Linked DNA regions of Zea mays: region 1 is linked to region 2. Evidence: chromatin contacts called from public Hi-C data. All regions are on one chromosome and are shown on one strand. The core of a region is the stretch at or near the end of the contact, and the rest is flanking DNA. Distances in the headings are between cores, read along the strand shown. Region 1 holds the start of LOC103649960. Region 2 holds the start of LOC100194301.

Evidence for each region. Hi-C and Micro-C count contacts between places; a contact is called where the count stands out from the background.
Region 1: a contact with region 2 is called in a Hi-C map of ear, with 4 times the contacts expected there. The contact joins the promoter of LOC103649960 here to the promoter of LOC100194301 in region 2. A contact is called at or near these places in 2 of 25 Hi-C or Micro-C datasets (ear and leaf).

The regions. Positions count from the first base shown.
Region 1 is chr3:37,363,494-37,368,324 of Zm-B73-REFERENCE-NAM-5.0, reverse strand. It overlaps LOC103649960, which reads right to left and starts at 2,035. Exons shown (of 2, transcript XM_008675654.3): 1 at 1,773-2,035; 2 at 895-1,623. The coding sequence starts at 1,615. The coding sequence ends at 1,172.
Region 2 is chr3:36,485,327-36,490,376 of Zm-B73-REFERENCE-NAM-5.0, reverse strand. It overlaps LOC100194301, which reads right to left and starts at 2,761. Exons shown (of 3, transcript NM_001139339.1): 1 at 2,488-2,761; 2 at 2,236-2,341. The coding sequence starts at 2,685.

The DNA of each region.
Region 1 (4,831 bases), core at 786-3,285, 880 kb before region 2:
GTTTGGATACTCTATTATTCACATGAATCTACATGTATTGAGGTGTATTAGGGTATAATCAATACATATGGATTGAGGTGAATACTAGAGTATGCAAACAAATCATAACTCATGAATCTTGGTACTATTGTGTAGTTTTTACTTTTTACAAATGGTGATAACGTTCTGTGCAAATAACTGGCTATTTTATCGATCATTACTGTTTGCTCTTGTTCAGTTTTTCAGTTTGCGAGTTCTACATCCTTTGACAGCAAATTTGTGCAGATATACTACTCTGCTTACGTGTCCACTACTAGTTGGCAGAAGGCATCGTACCAATGGTCAATAGGGTAAGACGAAGATTTCGTCCTCATGTTTCGTCATGACTCATTTGACTGGCCATATGGCCGCCCATATCCATGTGGTCGTTATTAGTCCTCGAGAAGATTTTTCCTTGTGCACTGTATCTGTCACGACTTGTACAGTAAAGCGACTGTACAAAAAACCGATACGCTGGTGTTGTCGTTTGCTTTGGCTACCATTTTTAGAAATTGGCCCTCGAGAACGACCTGCCTATAGCTCCGCGCTGTTTGTGGCATGCAAATTTTTCGTCCGAAATCTGCTGTGCGATTTAGATCAAAATTTGAAGAGCCAGACACTTGAGATGCGGTTATCATTGAATTAAACTGTTAGTTTAGTTTGAACTCTGAAGGCGCCTGGTAAATACTCCCTCCGTTTCATTTTAGTTGTCGCTGGATAGTGCAAAATTGAACTATCCAGCGACAACTAAAAAGAAACGGAGGGAGTATAACTATTAAACGAGCCACATAGTGCCATCCAAAAAGTGCATTGACATTGTGCTTTTGTTTAACACTCGCTCGTGCATATAAGCATATGGCAGTGTTATCAAAATTTGTCCACTTCATTAAAAAAAAAGGGTGCGGATGTTCATACTCAGGGTCAATCTATTATTTGACATATCTGCAGCCATCACCGAACTCATGATTCTGTGAAGTATTGAACCAGAACCTTGAAGCTTATGCTAACAAGACCGAGGACTTGCTGCGTGGTCGTAGACTCGTAGCTCACAATTCACGTCCCACTCCCAGTGTACATTACATTACTTGCAGCCGTTGTACCAACTAGTCAATATACTGACTGACGCTTGTTTGGTGCATGTCATCGCAACGCTTCAAAGGAAAAAAAAAAGAAGTGCTTTCGAAGAGCAGTTGACCCAGAGAGACGGAGATACTTCAACAACTATAACAAGGACAAGGACGCGCATCCAGGCATCGCTCTTGAGCTTGCCCGCTTGCAGCTGAAGGCCCCTCTGCACCGCCATTCCCCAGGCTGCGAGTCCGTCCATGGGGAAGGTGTGCCTGCTCACCGTCGACGAGAGCATCCTCGTGGCGTTGGCCCTCGTCGCCGTCGCCGCCTTGATGCTCGTCGCCCTCTTGCTGCCCCCGCCGCGCCGCCGCGGCTTCTTCTGAGAGCACGGCCACGGGCCATGGCCGGGCGTGCCGTTGGTCCGGTTCGGAGTCGTGGTGAGTGATCGGTTCAGAGTCGCTGTGACCCGCCAGTAGTGCCATGCCTCGTCGATCTGGAACTGCTTGCGTGTTTGTACGCCGGGTAGCATCTGTTGCTCTGTAAACCATCATGCATATGACAGTTCATGTATGTGGGTGTGGGATCGTCTTGTACAAGTTCATGGTATATGTATATGTGCAGAGAGCGACCAAAGTATCCCCCCTCGATACCGATCGTATTTACCCGCGCATGCGCAGCAGACGCACCAGTAGAGTAGTGCGGCGGTTAGCATCAGCGTCTCCTTCTTCCTCTTTTTTTACCAGGGCAGGGGGCAGCGGATTGAAGACGTGTTTGACAAGAGCAGCAAAGACGCGCGCGGCCAGACCGGCGCGGGAGAGCGCGGTGGGGTGGGGGCTAGCTACAGCGAGTGCAGGGGGCAAGCGGCCAGAGGCCATAGCTGCTTTGGGACCACAAACAGACGCGAACAATCGCCTATGAGTTTTTAGAGCACAAGTCCATTACATATTGTCTGAGCAGTGCGGAGGCTACGAGCCACGGTCCTCCGCAGGTGTTGATAGAGACCTGACCTGATAATCCGAACGACACAGCAACCAGACTGCTCTAAGATTGTTGCTGATCTTGTGTTTTGGCATGTAATCGAGCTGTTTCGTTTTCGTAGAATACACACGACAATCGCCTAATTTTGTACTTCATCCGTTCCAAACACCTGTACAACAGATAAAATAAGGTAAACAAAACCCGCTTTAAAACGGTTGTACAGAGGAATAAGATGAAAACAAACTGCCCCAGTTTTTTCAAATTCCTCCCCCGGTCGCTGACATCGCGGGCCACAGGCGGAGCTGCTGCGAACGCGCGGGTTGGCAGGGTTGCCGCGCCCGCTGCTCCGAGGAGCGGCCGAGAGCAGGCTCCTCGAAATGGCCGAGCAGACATGCGCACGGACGCATGAGAAATAAGAACGACGGAGATCAAGGAAACCAGAAGAGAATAAAAAAGGTATGTGAGGCATATGGCTGGCAGGCCTATCGCCATATCAGCTAAAGGCGGTCTATATAGTTCATATTATCAGTTTTTTTATCTATAACGCTCTAGTGCATAATTTTTATCATCAGTCTATAGTTACTCAATCGCTGGATTAGCTTTATTTTACAGACTTTTAGTTGACATTAAACACTAAATTTTAATAAAATTCAAATACATCTAATTATGTAATCAAGCGAAAATTGCATAATTCACAACAACAATTAAAAATTATATAACTCAAGCATAATAATAAAATATATAATTTAAAAATAAAGTTACAAAACATAAACATAAATATTATAATTCATAAATAATATAGTTTATATATTAGATTCACAATTTTTATTGAGTTTTTTCCGAGTTTTTGGACTTGATAAAGTAAAAAAATAGTTAACTGTCGTGGCGCACGCGTGGACCAATCAAAACATGCCACCGATCACTAAAGTCGGTCGTCACCGATCGATTAGTCCAATGCAATGGTTGATACTGACCAATCGATACCAACCGGTTCGACTCCAACGTAGACGGTATCAACCGGTTCGGACAGTCAAACACTGTGGTCGACCATAAGGTAGGAGTCGCTACCGACTCGCGTTGCACCCAGCCTAAAGGGAGTGCACTGTCTCTGTAACTTGGAGCTTTGTTTTCTTTGGAGATTTAGTTTTGAGAGGTACTATTAGATATGTATTATGTATAGATACACAATTAGAAACTATATATATTTAAAGAAGTTAAACGATGTATAATTTACATGGCATCTTCAACAAGGCCTACAAGACGATAACCAGAAGGCAATGTGTAACTGCAAGCAAGCCCAAATTGTGGGTTTTGGTGATAATAACTATACAATTAGAGGATTAATCTTGTTTACCAAGCATTGTGACACGAAAAGCAAAAAAGGAGAATGCTCATGACAAAGGAAGCATCCCAAAACCCAATATAATCTATTGTATGCTTTTATCTTACTAGATGAGTGCCCCGTGCGTTGCAACGGAAACACACAATACCATGATAACTTATATATATAATGTGTCTTATATTGTTATAAGAAAATGTTTCATAATTCATTTGTGATCCTAGCCATATATAAATTTTGTTATTTTAATTTAACTGTTTCACTACTACATTACAACCATCAGTATCATACAGACTTCGATATATACCATGATTTGCATGGTCTCATCATTGGAGAGCACGTGCCACACCTATCGGTAGAAGTTCTCTCGTACATCGTCAGTCATCAGGCACGCACAACCATACATGTTTGCTTAAATAAAAAGGCAAGTGTGTGCGTTTGCGAAGAGAATTAAAGGCAGGCCAGCACAAAAGCTACCTCGGCGATGGCAAGTGGTCATTGTTGTCGGTCCTCCTCTGCGTCACCTCTGTCGCTAAGATGACGCCACAGTTTTTGATATAGTAGTCGTCGAACGTGCGTGACATGGCGAGTACCGATGACTTTTGGCTGGGCTGCTAAACGAAGTGCACCCCGGGCTCATCAGCGAGGTAGTACACCTAGCCGTTGCACCTCCAGATGTGCTACTCCTCTACATACATCTTGTTCGAGGACACTCACACAACATCAACAACAACCGACGTCCCAGCGCACAAGAATTTATGGTCGGTCAGTAGCGACTTACGTGGCCGGTTGAGCTTCAGATGGATGATGAGCTAGATGGCGTGACGGCGCCGTCGTCGGATGCGGTGCCCAGAACAACCCGAGAGTCGCCGGCGTTGGCAACGACTATGAGGTCCCTCGTTTGAATATGGACAGCGGTGTAGCCGCTCTGGACCGCGTCCAAGCGACGGCTGCGCCGGAGCTTGCCGAACATAGCGACGCATGCGGCCAAGTAGGACAGCTTCCAGAGGTCGAACTGGCAGTTGCCAAGCTTCTTCTCATCGTCGATGAGCGACGCCAACGCGAGCGCCTCCTGTCAGTGGTGTTTGTTCGGGGTTTCCAAGTAAGAAACATGGATTCATCTTTGGCGTTAGTTTATAAAAATGACTCACAAGTCAGATCCATGGACAAAATATTACGGAGAATAAATGTCACACATATAAAAAAGGAATTTAAGTTGAAAACTTATTCAAACAAAAGAAGTTGCATGCAAGGCTCTTCTTTAAATACTACTCTCTCCATCCAAAAATATAATTCGGGAATCTCGTTGATAATTATCTACTAATACACATTGTGTAAGGGTAGCAGGTGGGCTTTGGGAGAGATGTAGTAGATATTTTTACTGTAACAAATATTAACATAAACACACATGTGGTGTAGTGGTAGCTA
Region 2 (5,050 bases), core at 1,512-4,011:
TTATAACTTGGCCGTGCAAATTGCAGTAGAGGTTGCTAAACTTCCCTTGTTGCACAGCAATTGCGGGGGTGTTTTTGAAAGTGATGTGGCATGCCATATGGATTCTTTGAGAGGATAGGACACTTCAAAATATTGGAGTGACATGGCATACACAGTCAATTGGGAGTCCAAATAAAATGTGATACATTTCATCAATACATCTGATTACAGATATATTTTTTTTTCGAAAATACAGGAGAGTTGTGCTTCTTTGTATTAGAAAGAAAAGGTCCCCATACATCACACACCTCTCATAAGGGGACCACATATGAGAGGTGGTTATAATAGCCTACATGGTCAACTTGAATATAGAAAATAAAATACTTGACCACCACATCAAACTCTAGCACTAAGCTCTAGACCTTGTAGTATCTTAGCTCCGGCCATGCACCACAGGCTATGCTTCTGATTACAGATATAGTAAGGTGACATCAAGCTAAGGAGGTACCAAGTAAAATACGTACTACCTTAAACAGATAGCTTAGATAGTTAGATTTATACAAGAAATAGTGAACAGAAAGTTGAAATACTTCCTTGAGCACTGTTAAAAGTTTCTGATGGAGTGAATCCTTCCTTGAGCACTGTTAAAAGTTTGTTTTTAGATGAGTTAAGTTGTTGGGATAGGGCTAATGCTAAGCATATAGCGGGTCTTGGCCTTGGTGCTGCTTTTGATAGGGCCTTGGCTATTCCTGATTTTTAAGGTTTTCAAACTGGTCGGGTCTGCCCATAGGCATTGTACTTTGGTCCACTTTGGACCTTTTTTCCTCTCCTAATATAATGATGTGTAGCTCTTCTGCGCGTTTGAGAGAAAAAAATAAAGTTGAAATACAACAATTAAAAATGCAGTAAATTGAATGATAGCTTGCTAAGTTGGATTTGGTTGATAACAATAGTAAATTTTAAAATTTAAGCCATGCCATAAGCAAAGAGATAAAGCTCACAATAAAACAACTAAACATGGTCGTGCATGCCCTGACCACACTACCTGAAAGGCTGAAACAATACTTCATCTGGGGCTCTACTGGACTAAGGGGTGTTTGAATGCACTAGAGCTAATAGTTATTTGGCTAAAAATTGCTAGTAGAATTAGCTAGCTAACTACTCCCTCCGTTCTTTTTTATTTGCCGCGTTTTAGTTCAAAAATGAACTAGCAGACGACAAATATTCGAGAACGGATTTGCTAAAAGTAGCTAGACGGTTTGGATATCTTCAACTAATTTTAGCAGCTAACTATTAACTCTAGTGCATTCAAACACCCTCTAAGTATATAGATCATAATCGTTAGAACATTCTCTTTTTGAAGTATAACTTATGTAGATCTTTAACCATTTAACTTCACTTTCCGAAGTTCATTTCCTTTTTAATATCTTTTAGAAAAAAAATCATGTGGCTTCTATCGACAGAATAAACAATGTTCCCTTGTTTTCAAGTCGTCGACTAGTCGTTGGGTTGGCCCTGGGATCTCAACTGGTGAGGTCGGCTCGACTTTTCTGGCAAGTCGAGTGACTTGGCAACGACTCGAAATTCTCAGTCGACTTGTGTCCCAGTTCGGCCCAAGCAGCCCAAAGGCCCATTATACAACATAAACCCTACCTCCCAACACTTATGTGGCTGATCTTGATTTGGATGATCTTGATTTGAGAGATATTTAGGGTATCTAGTATCTAGCTAGTTGTAGCAGCATCTTAGCTATCTAATGGAGCTTATTTCCTTTTAGGTTTGAACTATATTTTCTTGCTATTTGATTTCCAATTTGAACTATATGTCAATATATGGCTATTATGACTTATGAGTTTATGGCTTATCACTTATGTGGCTGATTTGGTTCAGTTTGAGGCTTCAAATGAGGTAAGACTTGCTGTTTATTTCAGTTTCGTTCAATTTCAGGCTTCAAATGAGGTAAGACTTGCCCTTTCTTCATACCACTATATTGGCAAGTCGACGACTAGTCGACTGACTTATCGACTTGAAAATCGGTACCTTGTCGACTCGACTTATCGACTTGAAAACATGGCAATGTTCTACAATGTCCATTCTATCAATCATGTGCGAACCTCTATGAACTAGCACGTACGAAATCGACCACAGAATAACCAACAACGCAAGCATATCAGACTAGACACCAACCACAACTTGCGCAATCATTCAGTACTAATTAAGGAGGGTTCCCATAAGGGGTTGGGAGAAGAGCATTACCGAAGTTGCGGCCGACGATGCAGTGCCAGGTGGGGCCGTGGTTCTTGTCGAACTCCTTCTTTATGTACTCCGCGATGTCCTTCTCCATACTGTGCTTCTCGAATGCCTGACCGACAGAGAAGGAATCGACAGAAAAGTCCCCAAATGGCCAAATCCCATTCCCAACGAAGAACCGGTCAACAAGGGGAGCGACGGAAACCAAATCGAGCGCAGGAAGAAGGCAGAGCGAGAGCAAGGGCATAAGGTTCTTACGATGCGAGCAATTTCGAAGGCCTCCTGCCGCATCTCCTCCTTCATGTCGGCACTCTTGAGCTGGATCTTGTGCGCAACCGCAGTCGCGGTCGCTGCCGGCGGCGGAGACCCCGAGCCCACCGGCTTGCGGTCCTCGGAGGAGGCCCGAAGCACCACCTGCGCGGCGCCCGCGGGCCCGCGCCTGGCCTCGTCTGACATTCTTGGGGGCGGACGGACTGACGGAGCGGAGCTGCCGGGTACGCTTCTCCCTCTCGAGGAACCCTCTAGCTTTTTGAAAGGCGACGGTGGGCGACGGTGCGCGCTGGAGCGGAATCTGCCGAGAGTCCAGCAGAGAGGACTGGAGAAGGTGAAACTGGGAGCGTCGTGGTGGGCTGGTGGCCGTGGGCCTAGGACTAAAGTCCAGCCGAAATACGTGACCATACGGTTTGTAACGCAAGATTTATTTATTTTTTCCAAATCGTTGCAGAAATTGTAGAACATTTTCAATCGTTTCAGTATTTAAGAAAAGTGAATTCACATTGGAAATAAGTTCTAATTTTTTTTATTATAAAAATATACTCTCTCTGATTCAAGTCATAAGACATTTTTTCTTCTAAATTCATAGTTTTTCTACATACCTAAATGTTGAGGCCTACTTTGCTGAAGATCATCAAAATACCTCATCGGATTGAGAAAATGAGTTTCAAGTACAACATGAGTAGACAATGAAGCAAACCTTCAACATGTGCAACTTGCAAACTAGAAAAGAGAAGCTACGAAGCTCAACGTAAGCATTGATGCTGCAACGGAGCACAACGTAAGCATTGATCTAACCCAATTCAAATATTTTTCGCTTCACTAGCAAAATTTGGATCAAAGTCATCTAGAGCCTTCCACTCATCACTATCAGACGGATGCATCATCACTTGAGGGTCCTCCCATTCACATTCTTTGTGTCATATCATGTGCTTAGTCGTGTGCTTTGAAAGAAACAAACGCTTCACCCGAGATGCAAGAGGCATGTAACGAAGTTGCTTATGGGCTACAATTGATTTCAACATTTCACCATCCTCGTTTTCAACATCTATGTATCTCGACTTACCACACTTTAGACACTTATTCTCTTTCTCATGATCCTTCTAGAAAAGCATACAATTATCTAAACATACATCAATTTTCTGATATTCCATACCTAGACGAGCAATTTCCTGCACTAATACACGTCTTTGGGCATCTTGCGATTTAGCATAAGGACTTTGCTTATCAAGTTCAAGAGATCGTTATAACAACAGTTCTAGAATGCAAACTTAGACTTAGTAACCATAAGCCGAGTCATCAAAGCGAGGATGATAACTCTTGTGTTTTTGTGCAACGACTCTTTGTAGCCTTAAGAACGTTGAAGAACTTTTTATGCACCAGAGGAAGTTGATCCTCAAGATTACATGGAAACACTAAATCCAGATACCCTCTTAAATATTCAAGCATCCCATCCATTCTATCGTAGTCCGCGTCATAATTCTCTTGGGCTTCCGACACATTTTCATGAGAGAACTTGTCACACCCGGTTTTAAGGGCAAAACCGAATGCATAACATATGTGTGCCAAGATCTATTTCCACACATATGTTGACATCACAAGTGTAATATATCAAAAAAACAATGCATAAAAACGTAAATAAAGATTATATTGACATATTACACTTCGAGTAGACTTAATGTCTTAACCTTTATTCATCAAAGTACAATAGAACATGGGCATCCTTCCACAGGAAGATGACCGAGGAATCACTAGACTAGCATCCATCGAGTTCACCATCAAAATCTCCATATGCAAACGTCTAATCAAAATTAAGCAAGGGTGAGCTCACTTATGGTGGGGGCTCAGCAAGTGGGGTGAAAATGCAAGGTTAACAAGGTAAGTCTAAGGTGTCATTTGGTTCACGAAATATAACGTAAATGCTAATGGTAATGATTCACACTCGAATATCGGCGGTAACAAATTTGAATAAGGCGGTATCCATTTGTAGTGTGGTATCGATTACAGTTGGACTTAAACAAACATGATTTAATGTTATCTGTTACCCATTACGTTATCAATATGAAGCGTCCCGGTCCTCTGGGACTCAAATGTGATACAATTACTAGTCCCAGGAGGCTAGTAAACACATTTATACATCAGATGATTACAGATTTGCTTAAACGAGACAAACTTATAAAGGTGGTGATCAACTTTAAGAGTTGGTCCACAACTCAGGACATATCATCAGAGTGGGGCCAAAGCAGCCCGATATACGCAGCGAAGCAAATCAGCGGTCCAACAGCCACAGGCAAGGTTGGGAACAGTCGTAACTCTTACCCGATCTCCTTTTTCTGAAAAACAACAAATAAGCAAGGGTGAGTACAAACGTACTCAGCAGCCCACCTTCACCCGCGGAATGGGGAAATCAGATATAATGCATGGAATATGTGGAGCTCAGGATATTTTGCAGAAACAGCAATATTTTATGCAGGGTTGTTTTGTAAACATTTTGTATTTTTCCAAGCGCATCCCCTCCCAAAGGAGCAGGAAGTTTTTCAATATTAGA